2 separate regions of the Mus musculus genome follow, and region 1 is linked to region 2. A link is a contact called in public promoter capture Hi-C data. All regions are on one chromosome and are shown on one strand. The core of a region is the stretch at or near the end of the contact, and the rest is flanking DNA. Distances in the headings are between cores, read along the strand shown. Region 1 holds the start of Ankrd55 (ankyrin repeat domain 55). Region 2 holds the start of 4930526H09Rik (RIKEN cDNA 4930526H09 gene).

Region 1 (4,772 bases), core at 231-2,730, 1.4 Mb before region 2:
CATCATTTACCCATGCCACGAAGCCAGATCTAGAGGAGGTGACCTTGCCTTGAAGCATCGATAATTGGGAAAAAGAAAGAAGAAATGGCTATTGCTAATGAGGCTTCCGCAAGCCACCATTTCATAGTGTAGCTGAAAGAAAGAAACTAACCAAGCTCTGAGAAGCTGCAGAATCCTAGTGCGGCGAGTGGGTTAGATGCCGTACGTTTCATTAAAAGGCTCTGGGAAGGTCTGCTGTATTTAAAGTGTGGGAATTCCCCTCCATCGTACATAGAAAAAATGGTCTAATTACACAGATGACAAATACATGTGTGGAGGCACACAGCACATGCAAAGCCACACTCACACAGACTGACAGGCTGTGAGTCTGATGATGGCAATGAATCTCACAGCCTACTTGGCCCGTGGAAGGATGACTTTCTGTATGCAAATGAAGGGTAGGGGGAAAAAACCCACTCTGCCATTGCAATTAAATAATACAGTATTAAGTCACTGCACGGTCTTGAACGAGGTGTGGCATCAGCAGGACCCGTCTGTGGGTCAGGTCTCTCTTGGAGGGGAATCCACAGTGCCTCGTGATGGCTGAAGTGACGAAATATGAGATTTACGGGCTGAAAGAGGCCCGGTATGCATTCTGATATTGCTTTCTCTAACATACTTTATGACATGACATAAAGATGATACTATCTAAAGTAGCTGATATGTCTCAAACCAAAGAGTAGGACTAGGAATACATCCGCAAGACAGAAAGCCCGTAAGCTTTTTTTTTCTTTTCTTTTCCTAAAAGCTTATCAAGTCCTTACCAGGTTTGTTTTCACACACACACACACACACACACACACACACACACACACACACACACACACACACTCACACACACACACCTTTCCTCTTCTCCTTACAAACTGGAAATCTCTTCGCCATTGGAGTGGTAAAACATCGTGTTACCTTTGTGCTGATCAAACACAGAAGAGGTGCTGAAATCCATGGTAGCCTGTCTCATCGTTTACCATCAGAACGGCAAAAAAAACCCAGTCAGGGCTCTGGAGAGGAGAAAACACCATTTCACACACTGCAGCCAACGTCAGTCAGCTTCAGCATCGTTGGCGTCAGCTCCCGTTGTAGAATTAAGTGTGTGTTAGATCTGCCGGGCGCCTTCAAGGCTACCTTTGCAAAGACATAAAAAACACTCTTTCTGCAGGGGAGGAAGTGTTACTCTCAGAATCCCATTCACCATCAACACTGACGTGTGAGTATTATATACCCTTCCCCCAAGCAGACAGACAAAACATCCCAAACCCTAAAATAAGACAGCCTTCACGGGGGTGCCTGCCTTGGATCTGGGCCAGGAAAATGCTGCAGATCTCAGAGCTTCGGCTGAGGCGACTGGAAGGTCGCTTTAAACCAATAGAAACCTCAATGAGTGAGTGAGATTCACAGGGCCAGACGGAGCATGTGCAAAGCCGCCAGCGCAGACTGCGTGCTGGCTGTTTGTTCTTGGTGGAGTGAGAACTGCATTTGGGTCATGTGAGCAGAGACGGGCCATCTCAGTGGAATAGGATGTAAATATTGTAGCAGGAGGCTGCAGTCCACGTGCCCTGCTGAGTAGTTATGCACTGCTGCTGGGGGTGGGGGGATGGGGGGAGGTTCAGGCTCCCTGCAGTGACCTCCTCCTGTCAGAGAGACTTTGAGGGTGGGCAGTGAAAGGTTGAAGGTCAAGGTTCAAATATCTGTGCAGACTAAATCAAACAGCCTGCAGTCACAAGGCTGTGCCTTACTGCATTCTGCATGAAGCCTGACAAGTCACCAGCCATACTGCTTCGAGAAGCAGTCAAATAAATTCATCCTCTAGGGTTAAAAACCTGAGGGGGAAATCTTGCTCTTATTTGCATACGGTGGTACTGTCTATTGCTAGGGGAAGACATCTGTCTAGTTCGTTTGTGTTTTTACAAAATGAAGACATTTCCTTTGTGGTTTTGGCTTTATATCTATATGTGTGCACACCTGAGCGTGTATATGTCACAGGTCCATCAGGAATCTCTTTTCAGGATCACCTTCCTTGTTTTTTCCAGAGAGAGTCTCTCCCTGACACCCAGGCCTTGTCCGGGTGCCTAGGTTGGCTGGCAGGAAGCCAGGATTCTCCTATCTGTCCTCCAAGAGCCTGGGTGGTGAGTGATAGCACCTGGCTTTTTGTATGTCACTGATCATGGCAACTCCCTTTTCTTTTTAACTAACAGATATTTGATTTTAGACATAGTGCTGGAAATGTTTTCTTTTTTTCCTCTGCGTATGGCTATATTAATACTTTTTTTTTGTAGTACAGAGATTAAACCCAAACATTATATACTAGATAAGTGGTCAACTACTGAACTACACTCTTAGTCTTTACATTTGTTTTGATATAGAATGGTCTAGTCTATGTTCTGTGTTCTTTTGTAGGCAGTTCTCTTTTATCTTTTGACACATATTTTCTACTTGCCTGTCATTTATTTTTCATAAAAAAGGGCCTCACATCTCTATGACAATGCTACCACTCACTAGTAATATCACTCACTCACAAGCACTGTTATTCACCTCACAGAACCATGACTCAGCAGTACTGTTACTATGACTCAGCAGGACTGTTAGTATGACTCAGCAGGACTGTTATTATGACTCAGCAGTACTATTATTTACCCAACAATGTTATTCATCGCTATTCTTTTCCACTTGGGCTCCTTCCTTTCAAAATACTCTGCAGTATTTGATTTAAAAATACAAGCAGAGGCTGGAGAGATAACTCAGTGGATCAAGTTGTTGCTTTAGCATTTTTAGAGTCCAGGATGTGGCAGTTTGACTGTCATCTCAGTGCTGGGGAGGTGGAGACAGGATTTCAGGAGCAAGCTGGATGGCTAGACTAGCAGTGAGCTCTGGATCTGATGGAGGGACTGTGCCTTAATATATAAAGGGTGAGCAATCAAGAAAGACACTCATGTCAACTGTGGTCCCTACATGTGTATGCTGAAATGGTCACCCACACATATATATATACCACACATATATATACCCCACAAGCAAACACACACATCATGCATACAGAGGAGAAATACAACACATTGTTGACAGATGAGCTAGGTGGTGTAGGACAGCAGGACTGGGAGAAGAACAACTGCTGAAGTCAGCCTTCTGATACTCTAGCCTGTTGCCTGGAGTGTTTCCAAACCCACTGCTATATGGAACCAGGGTGGGCTCAGTGGTTTGTAGAATGACTCCTGAAAAGATATACACGCCTTAAGCCCCAGAACCCATGAACATGACCTTGATGGCAAACTGAGTCTGTTCAGCTCTAACGACATAAAGGAGCTCTCTTTGAAATGTGTCTCAGTGGTTTCTATTGTTCAGAGGAACATGCAGAGGTAAGGGGGTGGGGGAGAACATGGAACAACACAACCTCCTGTCATTTGTCACTTATGCCACCAAAGCAGGAAGAACTTAGGAACCCATTGTCTCCTAAAGCCTAGAGGGGGAGCTGGGTTCTGGCAGCACCTTGATTTTCAACTTTGGATTTCCAGACTGTGAAATAGTAAGTTTTGGTTGGTTATTGGAAGCCACCAAGTTTGTGATAATTTTCTTACAGCAGCTTCAAGAAATTAACACAGAGGACTCTCAAAATATTATCTCTCCAGTTAGTAGATTTCTGTGAAAGCATTTATCATGACCCAAACCAAAGTATGGCTGTTAGTTTGTAAGGGACTCATTCTGAAGAGAGGCAGGTAGGCAGACCGAAGACGAGGGCTTGAGTGTGTTATATAGGTGTGGCTTGGGCAAACGTCATGATTTTTTGGAGCTCTGCCTTTTAATCTGTTGCATGGGAACCAACTTCTTATGAGAATTCATGGTTATCATTCAGTCACTTTTCTGGGCTTCTAAAAAGGTTAGTTTTTTTTTTTTTAAATGTATTTTCCAGTTCATTTTGAGTGAGGGTGTAATGTCCTACTGCAATCAAGATATAGAATATTTCTATCACTTTTAAAGCTCTCTGGTGCTCCTTGCAGGCTAGCCCCTCTCCTGGGAAGTGTATATTCACAACCTAATGGGAGAGGGAGAAAAAAACCAGTGGACAGGTAAGCAACTTAGCACTTAATGGTAGGAAAACAGTATATGCTCTAAAGGGCATTTAAAGTTTTGGTGCATTTTGCTTTGTACTTTTTGTAGTGTTATCTTTATTAGAACATATAGTATATTTTGTACTAACACTTTAATTCATGAATATCATATACGTTGATTATATTCACTCTTATTCTTTCTCTTGCTCCTCCTCTTCTCTCTTGATTTCTTTCCTCTTTCCAGAGATAGGGTTCTTTCTCCTCTCTCTCTCCCTCTCTTTCTCTCTCTCTCTCTCACACACACACAGGCACATATATAACATTCACACACACACAAGCATACACACACACATCTATGCACAGATTTATATACATACATATATTTATGTGTATAAATTATACATACATTATACATACATGCCCACATACATACATACATACATACATACATACATACATACATACATACACACACTGCAAATGAGAGGAAGAAAGGTGGTATTTGTCTTTCTGAGTCTTATTTCATTGATCCCAAGCAACTTATGTAGTAGATGGATTTTAGTACATGATCCTGAGTTAAAGAAGCCAGAGAGAAAACACCACATATTGAGATCTCTTCTTTGTTGACTTAGATTTTTCAAAACCTACTTTAGTTGTGGTTCTTTAATGCTTCAACTTCTTTCTTGC
Region 2 (5,378 bases), core at 1,071-3,570:
ATCTGTATTCCCATACAAAAAAAAAAAGAGAGAGACAAAAAATTAAAATCAAGAATCTACTAATGAGATTAGTACATGTGGTTGTCTTTCTGACTCTGAGATGCTTCACTTAACATAATAATTTCCAGTACCATCCATCTTCCTGCAAGTATCACTGTCTTAGTCTTCTTATGGGTAAGAGAAAGTCTATTTTGCTGTATTAACCACATTTTAAAATTTGTTTTCTTTTTCTTTTATAAAATCATCTTTTATTTTGACATGATAGTTACATCATTTCCCTCAGCCATTTCCTCCCCTCAAGGTCTCCCTGGTATCCCTCCTCGCTCTTTTTCAAATTTGACTCCATTCATCTATAGATGGACATCTGAATTGGTCCATTCTCTTAGCTATTGTGAATAGTGGAACAGTAATAGGCGACTTACAGTCCTCTGGGGAAGTGCTCAGGAGTAGCCTAGCTGGGTGTGATGGTGCTCCTTGTTGTAGATTGAGTTTGTTTATTTTCATGTTTAATCACCACACTGATTTGCATGGAGGCTGCACTCATTTATACGCCTACCAGCAGTGAATAAAGGTTCCTCTTTCCTCACATCCGCACAAGTGAGCAATAAACACTTTTAAAAGTATTTGGCATCTTTAGCAACTAGAAAATGCAAAGCAAAAACAACTCTGAGACTTATTTGTAATTTATCACCTTTCATTTTAGAGATGAGAGAGCTGAAGCCTAAGAGGAATTAGACATTATATATTTTTCCCAAGATGCATAGATAAAAACCACAGGGTTTGATTTCCGTCCTGTGACTGTCAGTCTCAGTTTCTTTGTTGTACCCTTAGACACTGTCACAACTGAACGAGCTCAGCATGTCCTTTCTGTAGGAAGATCCCTAGAGTTTGGAACAATAGTCATGATTGTGGAAAGTTCTCAGGGTGTTCCTTTTCTCCTTAACAATTAGTATAGATTGAAAATAAAGTTAAAATGTTTCTAACTGTTAAGGTGATGGTAGTTAGATCCAGATTGATAGAGGCAGCACAGAGTTAAAAGAAAGAGGAGACAGACCATATATAAATATATATTCTGTATATAGAAGCAGAATTGCCCTTTAATCTGAACAGCTGAAGGGGAGAGGTCTCTCTGAGTGAATGGAAGCTACTTACATTAGCACAGTGGGCTAGGGGATTTTATAGGAAAGAGGAATGACTTTGGGGATAGAAGCTTCTATCTGAGGTCAGTTCCCCTGCAGGGTCCCAGCGGAAAACACCAAAGGAGGTTAGTGTGTTATCTATCTTAATAGAAGCCAGGTGTTATTACCAGTCAAGTTTCCAGTCTGGATTTTCTCAGTCTACCTGAGACTTTTAACCCTTCAGTGGTATCCTGGGGAAGGGAGGGGTGGTACTAGTGACTTTCACATTAAGTGAAGAGTTTATTTAACAGTAATGTACTGACTTAAAAAAACTGTGACGAATATATGACAGTAAAATATTAACCACAGACAGAATAGAGGGAAATAAAGACATCCTCTATACCAGTGATTCCTAACCTTCTTAAAGCTGCAGACCCTTTAATTCAACTCCCCCTGTGGTGAATCCCATGACAAAATTAGTTCATTGCTACTCCATAACTAATTTTGCTACTGTTTTGAATCACGATGTAAGTATCTATCTGGATATCTGACATATGACCCTCCAAAGAGGTTGCTATCCACAAGTTGAGAATCACTGGAGTCTATACCACCTTGGCGGCATTTTTGTAAATCTGAAACAATTTGGAAAGCAAGCTTATGAATGATACAGTGATAGAGGAAGCTCATGATAACACCCACGAGTAGCTCAAAGGCCACAATGCTTCTGCTCTCCAGAGAGAGGTGACCGCTCTCCTGTAAGCTCTCTGCTTTGGAGCTCCAGCCACATCACCACACCTCCATCACCTTACAGAGCATGCCTCCAGTTTGTTTAAGTCTCTGAAGTGGTGAGGCTCACTGCGTATGCTCCATTCTGTCCTCGCGCTGTGCTGGTTTCTGTGGCGCAGGCAGCTATGCGCTTCACATTTATCTTCTTACTGACACTCAAAACTGGCCTTCCTTTGTCGGGATTCTGCAAGACCAAAGGAAGTGTTTTAAAACGTCCTTCTGTTAGGTTACCACGCATGATGATCCTAGTCAAGTCCTGATAGCTGAGCCATTTGGATCTGGCCTTTGTGACAGGTTTCTTGTTCTGGAAGTCTGAGTCCTGGGAGATCCAGAACATGATTGGCTTCTATGGCATGTCAGCCCTGCAGAGCCTCGTCTGCCTCTTATACAAGCATCCTGTTGCTTTTGATCTCTTATTTCTAAGGTTACTAGCTTACCATGGATGGCTGTAGTGAAGGTATAGCCACAAGACTGAGGAATCAATACAGCATACATCTGTTAGCAACACAGGAGGCCAACTTGAAGTTAGGTCAGAAAGGATATATTCAAAAAGTTCCCAAAGTTCTGATTCCTACGTGTTTCTGAAATGTGCCCCTTCTTGTATCAGTTGGGGTCCATCTGATAAAGAACACCTTTGAAATCTATCTTGGGTGAGAGAAAGATTGGTCCTCAGAGCATTGCTGGTTTGGATGATGGAAAAGGTGAGATGCCAAACAGAAGACAAGGCCACTCACGTTAGCTGTAGCAGGAAGCTATAATCAGCGCTGGGCTGTGTGGACAAAGAGAGGAAGTAGTGTTTCCACAGCCAAGGGTGGGATCCCTGGACTGCAGCCAGGACTGGAGCATGCGTGCACAGAGGCAGCTGAAGCCAAAGAGGAAATACAACTGCTGCTGTAAGTGTCATCTGAGGCCTTAGAGAGAGAAACATCCTGAAGTTTTCTGTTTTTCAGGCTGCTGACAGTAAATATTTCTGGGCAAAGCTAACCAGAAACCTGCTAACCCAGAGGCTCTTTTCAGCACAGAGCAGAGAAGCGAGTTCTCTTTTCAGATACAAAGGACCGCTGCTCCAGCTGAGCCTCTACCTTCTCCTTCTCCTTCTTGTACTGTTACTTATGGTACAGACATACATGTACACATGTCCTCACAGACGTTCCTGACACAACAGTGATAGTCTCCTTCCGTTTCTTCTTTCATACTTTAGACAGAATGATGGTCTAAAACAAACAGATTTGGCTCCTGTTTAAGCCAAAAAATAATTCCTTGTCACTGTGTATCAAGCCCAAGAATTTTATCACGGAAGTCAAGTTTTTTTGTCTGGCTCTTATCTTCCTCTTTAGCCTTTTTCTCCCGCAATTCAGGGCTAAAGGTGAAGTTCTGTGGGCAAAGTGCTTGCTTGCTTAGAATGTGCAATGTCTTACACTTAATCCTCAGGAATGCAAAAATATGAAAATGATGGTTTGTTTCCTACAACTGTTGCATGGCTCGTCTTGAATGCAATGAAGACTATGTAAGACACAGAGTCATCATAGACAGCTATGGCCAAGGTGTCAGAGCGTCAGCTGTTAACTCTCCATCCTCAAATAGCTTCTAGAACCCTGGAAGAACATGAGATGGGAAGATTTCACCTACTCCAGGGAAATAAAGGGGCAGAGAGATGCATGGGCTATGGAATGATGCCAACGGATCAGAGAACAAGTCTGTGCGATTTGTGACATTCTTAGTAAAACCCATCACGTTTGATAAGTCTGGCTATGTGGTATGAAATTTGATTGAGAATAGAACTTCGTGTCTAAAGAAGTGGTTCTCACTACTATTCCTAAAATTAACTTACTGCTAACAGACCTCTGGTGGAATAAAGGACTGTGGAAGGTTCACTCTTAATAGGAACAGATGCTAACTGTCATCTACAGCTCCTACCTTCTCTCCACCCCCACAGGCACTCCTCCTAAACTCCTAGTCCCCATTCTGCTTGTGTGACTTAAGGCTTTGGTAATGATTGGCTTTGGTTCATGGCTGTCTGCATTTAACCAGTGAGCACTGGAACACAAATAACTTACTAGTGGACACTTTAGTGAAGACAGTGATTTCCCCAACCCCAGCAGACCACAGCCAGTATTAGTCTGTAGCTGAGGGGTGTACTGTCTTCATCACATAAACAAACACACCCATATATAAACATGCATATACATCCATGCACATACACATACATACACACATATACATAAACACACCTACACATAGAACAATATACACATACATTTACGTACATATACACACATACATGCACATACATATAGATACACAACACATAAATATACACATACACAAATATATACCCATACATATATACATACACACACCTATATACACATATGCATACATAAATACACATACACAAAATACTTGACAAGAGTTGATATATTTCTAAATCAGGTCATCTCAGTTTCCTAATATTTAGGTTTTTTGAAAACAGAGTTCACTTCAAAAGCTTATTTCCTTTTGAATTATAAATATCATTTACTGTATGTTTTTCAAACTCCAAATGTAGCTAAGTCATCCGTAATCCATCCATAATTTGGGCTAATATAATTTTTTTAATCTTTTTTTTTAATCTTCCTCAGGAGACATTAGCTAATATGGAGGTTATATAGTAGGAGATGTCCACAGAAAGTAGATTCTGAAAAGGAAATAGAGTAGCACATATTTGTTAGAGAATGTCTTAAGAATAATCCACATAAAAGAGTTGACTATAGCTTGGAAGAGAAAATGTTGAGATAGGCTGTCGCAACAAGAGATTGGCCACAGTAGCCACTGTAACAGCCAGGTGTGATGGCCTTTCTGATTTGTGCTGATTCAGGGAAAAGGCATGTTGATGTAGCAAATCAGTAATCAGCAGGGCCATTTAAGGTGAGCCATCTTTATTCAGATAAAAGAATCCCAAACAGGAATGGCAGTGAGGTCCATTTCCCACAGTCCTATCAAAGCTGGGAGAACAAACCCTTCATTCTTACCTTTGTGGGGATGTGGGTGGTGAACCGAAGCATTGCCTCAAGTGTATTTATTATAAACCTCAGTATATATAATAATACATGTACTGAATGTATACTCAAGATAATCATGTAAACAATTATTCATATAATTATAAAATACATAGTTATTATGCAGACAAATGGCAAAAGCATAAACTGCCTGGCTCATGATGAAAGCTAGACTTGAATAAAAACAGTAAGTTATCCAGCACTGCGCATCTTGCCTACATATACTCTGTATCTGTCTCCGACTCAAGAAGTCAAAGCATGGGTTTTCAAGGGCCATGCATGCCTCATACTCCAGTGAAGCATATTCCTTCCTATGGTACGGATGCTGAGATCTGGCATGCAGTTATAGTTCCTGTAGTATACACACAAGATGATGTCTTGTTTTTATCTGTATCTGGGCCTTAAAACAAAATGAAAGTAAAGATGAAAAATCATA

The links. Promoter capture Hi-C pulls out the DNA fragments that hold promoters and counts their contacts.
Region 1: a contact with region 2 is called in a promoter capture Hi-C map of pre-B cells, with 4 times the contacts expected there. The contact joins the promoter of Ankrd55 here to the promoter of 4930526H09Rik in region 2. A contact is called at or near these places in 3 of 39 promoter capture datasets (liver and pre-B cells).

The regions. Positions count from the first base shown.
Region 1 is chr13:112,285,159-112,289,930 of GRCm38.p6, reverse strand. It overlaps Ankrd55 (ankyrin repeat domain 55), which reads right to left and starts at 1,480. Exons shown (of 11, transcript NM_029898.3): 1 at 949-1,480. The coding sequence starts at 1,003.
Region 2 is chr13:110,900,788-110,906,165 of GRCm38.p6, reverse strand. 4930526H09Rik (RIKEN cDNA 4930526H09 gene) reads left to right here and starts at 2,320. Exons shown (of 3, transcript NR_131194.1): 1 at 2,320-2,797. It overlaps Gm38397 (predicted gene, 38397), which reads right to left and starts at 2,667. Exons shown (of 5, transcript NR_131193.1): 1 at 2,639-2,667; 2 at 2,342-2,399; 3 at 1,923-2,088; 4 at 1-2.